Linked DNA regions of Ovis aries: region 1 is linked to region 2. Evidence: chromatin contacts called from public Hi-C data. All regions are on one chromosome and are shown on one strand. Each heading gives the region's core, a stretch centred on a gene start, on an enhancer-like site or on the middle of the called end of the contact. The rest is flanking DNA. Distances are from core to core; before and after follow the strand shown.

Region 1 (2,700 bases), core at 138-2,637, 100 kb before region 2:
TTTATCCATTTATCTGTTGATGGACATTTAGGTTGCTTCCATGTCTTGGCTATTGTAAGTGGTGTTGCTGTGAACATTGGGGTAAATGTATCTTCAAATTAGACTGTAAACCCTCTTTAGGGATAAAATTCTCAAGGCGACCAGGTCACTCATACCTTTTGCCTTCAGAGGCATTATGTCATTTAATCTTTACAGCAAACCTACAATGCAGTTATTATTCTCCACATTTTACAGGTAGTCAGTTTTCACAATTCTTTTGTCCACGTTAGAAATTGTTTGAAATTTTATGTGCTTCTTGCCACAACTTAAAATGTGCTTTTTACCACAATAAGCATGTAGCATAAATCTTAACCTTTTTTAAGTGTAATGTTAATCATATTCACATCATTGTTCATTTGTACAGTTTGGAAAGATTATTGGCATCAGATTAAAAATAAGATGTCTGGCCACAGTGAAATACAATCTGGTCATTTTGAAAATTCAAATTTTAGAAACATACGTCAGAAATGTTTGCATTCTTTCTAAAGAAAATGTTACTAGAAGGGTTATTGTTCACAAATGTGGTAAAAGTTACTAGAAGGAATATTTTTCACAAATGTAATTAACCAAAAATCAGTGTTCTTTTTACCTACACTCTTATTAAGCATATATATTTACCCCTTTACTTGTATTTATGATATAGACTTACTTTCAGTTTCACATTGAAGGCCCAGGTCTGATCCATAGTATTATTTCACATCCCAGGGATGTAAGAAGAAAATAACAGATTCCAGCCCTCTGACATCACCTAATGTAAAAGCTTGGTACAGGCAGTTTAGAAAAGAGCTACTGAATTTAAATTTGCAGAAGCTGAAGAAAAACTGCATAAAAAGGGCAGAATTCTTGCCAGGGTAGCTGACTTAAGACAATAAATCAGTGAGTGAGAACTACTGCACAGGATCACATTATTCTGGCTTTGTGGCCTTTATAGACACTAAAACCCAGAAGAGCAGATATCCCTTTGAACTTACATTTGCAAAACGTTGTGTCCATTATTTTATCTTATGGGTTTCTTTTTTTTTTTGGTCTTTATTTCCTCATCCCGCCGTCTGTCTCTTGGGTTGCAGAATCTGCTTACCTATCTGTTCACGTGGCCTTGATTTACGTGCGGGAGCTTGCTTACTCAGAGGAAGGTATTGAGGACTGAACTGGGTGCAGTGTGGCCGTGGCTCAGTAGAGGGAGTCGGGGAGCCGAGAGAAGAGCGAGCTCAGGAACGTGTCTGGTGAAGTGTGCGCGCACCGTGCCCCAGGCAGCCAGGAGGAGGGGGCGGGACGGGGCGGCTGCCTCTGGCCGCTCCACCCTCACTGTGTCAGCAGGTAGAGAGCGTGATTGCAGTCCCAGGGGAGGGAGTCCGAGCTAGAACACCAGTTACAAACCACAGGCTTCCTCCTCTAGGGAGCTGATCCAGAATTGTCTTTCTGGAAGGGAAGCACTTGAATCCTTCCGAACTTTCCAAGTCTATCCATGATTCAGAGACCTTGCCTTCTCCCTTTGGGATTGTCTGTGTTCCTGGTAGTGAATTGTTGCTGATGTATTTGCTTCTTTGCTCTTTCAAGATCTCACCATTTTTATATGCTGTTTGGGGAGAAAAAGGACTTTTGTTAGAAAGGAGATTTCAGAAATGGTTTTGGATCCTCTCTCAGTGGTTTTAGAGTTCTTGGGGACAGTAGCTCTAACCTTGGAGTAAGTTTCTGCCTTTGACCTGCATGGATTATTTTTTCAGGCTGCGGAATTTCTCGGCTCCTACCTGCAGTGTGGGGCACTTGGTTTGGTTGCAGAGTAAGAAGGTGGAAGAATGAACTGTACTTGGTTAAGCAGTTGAAACCTTTTCTTGAGCAGGATCTATAAAAGCATAATTGAATTTGTTTCACCCCCGTGGATTCCAGTGGGCCCGACAGCACAACAGGTTTGCAGATTTCTTTTGAAATTCTTTTTTTTTCCCTCCTTCTGCCTCAGCGAAAGAAAAGAATCTATATAACAGGTTCATATTCAATTGCTTGGCTTTTCAGCACTTATTCTGAAGACTTAATAAGATTTTTTAACTTGACCTCTGAACACAGTGGGCTTTGTGGTTGAAGTGCATTTATATTTACTTAAGGGTGCACATTTTGAAATCTTAGAGTAAGATTTTGTTTGTACAAAGACCCAAATTCTCAAGTGTGCCTAGAAATAGCACAGATCTACTCTACTCAGGATTATTTTTACTTTTTCAGGGCATTCTACTTAGAGCTTGTAGACTAATCACCTCCTTACTCCCACTGTCTTTTATTCCCCACCTCCTCAAGGAATTTGAAAACGTGTTAGGAATAGTCCTTTGTTTTAATATGAACCCAGAAAATTACAGATTATAAGATCTGGATAATAAAGTAGTTTCCAAAAGCATCTCATGGGAAATCACAGTGCTTGGCATTCTCAAGTAGGAGAATAAAAGGAGGAATCCCTAAGATAGAAAGGAAGATAAAGATAGAAATAGGAATTTCAACTGGAAAAGATAATTGGAAAGCCAACCTTTTCAAATATTCTTCTAATTATGAAAATTGGAAAAGATTGTGATGCTCAGATTTATCCTGTGAATATGTGAAGACATATAAATCAGCACCTAACTTACTAGCAAATCTAGGTGGAAAATTTAAAACTCAGTATATTTAAGTTCATGGAAA
Region 2 (2,704 bases), core at 69-2,568:
GCCCGTTCTAGCTTGACCCAGGCTCCTGGTGGAGGGTAGGGCAGAGGGAAACAGCTGAGCCCATTAGAGAATCTCAGGTAGCTGCTCCTCCCCCTCCTTTGTGGTCCTGGCTGGGAGGTGGGCACCAGGAGTCAGGCTGGCGAAGAGCCAGCTGGGCATCGGTCAGATCGGGTGGTCCCGGCTCCACTCACTCAGGGAGTGATGCTGCTAAAGCTCTGTGGGCTGTGTGTCCTAGGCTCTGAGACAGGGGCGTCCACTACACCTCATTGAGTTGCTCTGAGGAAGCTGTGAAATAATACGTGTAAGTCACCTCCACCTCCACTCAGTAAGCTCCCCCAGGATTTCCCTTCTTGTAAGGGAACTTGGCCACGGAGGGCCTGATCGCTAGCTCCAAGAGGACGCGTGGTCACTGGTCACTCCTCGGGACACCAACCCCCAAGACCACGTGTCATCTTTCCTGTAGACCTCGACCTCCCACCAGCCTCCCCGGGGCGCTGCACCCCGAAGTCTTCCGAGCCTGCCTCCGCCACCCTTGCTGGGGTCTCCCGAAGGACGCCGGCCAAGAGGGCAGAGTCTCTGTCCAACTCCTCTCGCTCTGAGTCCATCCACAACAGCCCCAAGTCCTGCCCGACCCCCGAGGTCAGTGCTGGGGAGGGGCCTGGGCTCTAGCTCTGCCTTGGCGGGGGCAGGTGGAGGGAAGGTGTGGCCCAGGAGCTGGGGGGCTGATGGCCTGTGTGGGGGCTCAGGCAAGGCCCTGGAGGAGAGAGGCCCGTGGATTCCTCCCGGCAGGCGGGGAGCTCCGATGGGGCCTGCCCTGCCTGCTGGTCCTGCCTGCCGTCCCTACTCAGGGGCTGCCCAGCCTGCCCCTCTGGGGCCCAGCGAGGTCTTAGAGTCTTGGGCTGCAGGAAGGGAGACCCTTTGGGGCCAGGACCCACACAACGAGGTTGGTGGTGAGCGTGTCTGTGGCAGAAGCTGGTGGCACTGTGAGAAGGGGCACGGGTTCTGGGATTGAGGTCCTCGCTGTGTCTCAGGCAGGTCACTGACCCTCTCTGGGCTTGGGTTTCGCTGTCATCTGAGTTTTGAACTAACAAGCCTGCCCGGTGAGGTTGTGGGGAGGATGATGTGAAAACAACAAGGACGGAACCTCCCACCGTGTGGGGCGCGCAGTAGATGCTTAGCATATGGCAGCTGGTATTACTGCCAAGTTCTTTGGTATCACTCACAACCGCAGCCGTCTCTCTCTCTCCCTCCCAAACCTGAGAAAGTGCACGGGGGGGGGGGGGGGGAATGGGGGCGTCTGGAGCCGCCCTGCAGCCTCTGGTGCAGGAAGTGGTAGAGCCCAGCTGCGGCCTCTACTGTCCCCTTGTGGGCACGAGTGGAGGTGCTGGCTTTGGGTGCCCCCGCTTACCCTGGCAGTACCTCTGTCCCAGGGACTTCTCAGCCCCTTCTGCCCCTTTGCTTCCAGCTAGAGCGCTTTATTGCAGTTTTTTAACCTTAAAGACACAGACTGTCATTGGGCGCCCCCTTGTCCCCCACCGCCAGAGTGGCTGCCCCCTCTCTGCTGGGCATGGTGGTCTCATTTACTGAGCTGGTGCACCAGAGGCTGGGGCTCGGGGAGGGGTCACCATTGACCCCTCTCCCTTGACCCAAGGCCTCTGGGCTCCACCAGTGCCCGAGGGCTGACGTTCTGGTTTAGAAAGTGTCAGCAGAGCTCACTGCCGCTGGCCTCGTCCAGCATCTGCTCTGTTTCTCGTCTCAGGACAGCGGGGCCTCCCCTGCCGGGTTTGCGGTCGGCCCCTGGGTCCTGGAGAGGACTGGCCCTTTTCTGTTTGCCCCCAGGTGGACACGGCCAGTGAGGTGGAGGAGCTGGAGGCGGACAACGTCTCGCTGCTCCCGGCAGTGGCAGAGGGCGACCGGGGCGGAGCCAGGGTCCAGGTCTTCCTAGCTCGCTACAGGTGGGCCCTGACCCCTGCACCCCGGCCCTCTGGCATTTGGGGTGCATGAGGGGAACGGGACGGAGGGGGTGTGGCGGGGGTCACGGCAGAAGTCATCTTCGCCTCCTTGGGCTGGGGTGGGTGCAGTGGGCGCTCCCTGTGGTTAACGGTGGACGACAAAGTGTCCCCAAGGCCAAGCGATGGGCGGTGGGGAGGAGACAGGATGGTGGTCACCGTCCCCCTCCTCCTCTGGGCCTCCCCGCAGCTACAACCCCTTCGAGGGCCCCAACGAGAACCCAGAGGCTGAGCTGCCGCTGACCGCCGGCGAGTACGTCTACATCTATGGCAGCATGGATGAGGATGGCTTCTTTGAAGGTAGGAGGTAGCGGGGACTGTCCCATCCTTGTGTCTGCTTTCAAGCTCCTCTTCCCAAAGCCCTCTACCCATCTGCACCCTCTGAGCCCACCGTCACTCCTCAGACTCGGCAGAAAGGCATAGAGAGACCCGGTGGCCTGTGGGGAAAGGGCTCTGTGGGCAGCTGGTCTGACTCCACGTCTTCCCCGTGCAGGACAGGACAGGGCCCAGCACAGTCCAGAGGGCGGACAGAGCATCACAGGGAATTTCAGCTAAATTCGCTTTTCTGCTGGCAGACAGGGCACGGCAGCACTGAGCACTAGTGACCTCGAGGTTGGGCACGTGGTGTATAGATCTGATGCTGAACCCAGTGAGTGTGGGGAGGAGGGGTTGGGGTCCAGGGCCCAGGAGAGGGT

Evidence for each region. A called contact is a pair of places that touch in the nucleus more often than the background predicts.
Region 1: a contact with region 2 is called in a Hi-C map of omental adipose tissue, with 2.8 times the contacts expected there. The contact joins the promoter of RNF43 here to the enhancer-like site in region 2. A contact is called at or near these places in 10 of 16 Hi-C or Micro-C datasets (blood, liver, muscle and 4 more).

Annotation. Positions count from the first base shown.
Region 1 is chr11:9,083,235-9,085,934 of ARS-UI_Ramb_v3.0, reverse strand. It overlaps RNF43 (ring finger protein 43), which reads left to right and starts at 1,387. Exons shown (of 11, transcript XM_060395116.1): 1 at 1,387-2,700.
Region 2 is chr11:8,979,350-8,982,053 of ARS-UI_Ramb_v3.0, reverse strand. It overlaps TSPOAP1 (TSPO associated protein 1), which reads left to right. Exons shown (of 27, transcript XM_060394761.1): 14 at 464-639; 15 at 1,840-1,955; 16 at 2,200-2,309. Among named protein-coding and RNA genes, the nearest start is that of TSPOAP1, 15 kb to the left of the region's middle. Within about 2 kb of position 1,318, at least 4 of the 54 cell types and tissues checked have an H3K27ac peak or open chromatin away from gene starts, as enhancers often do.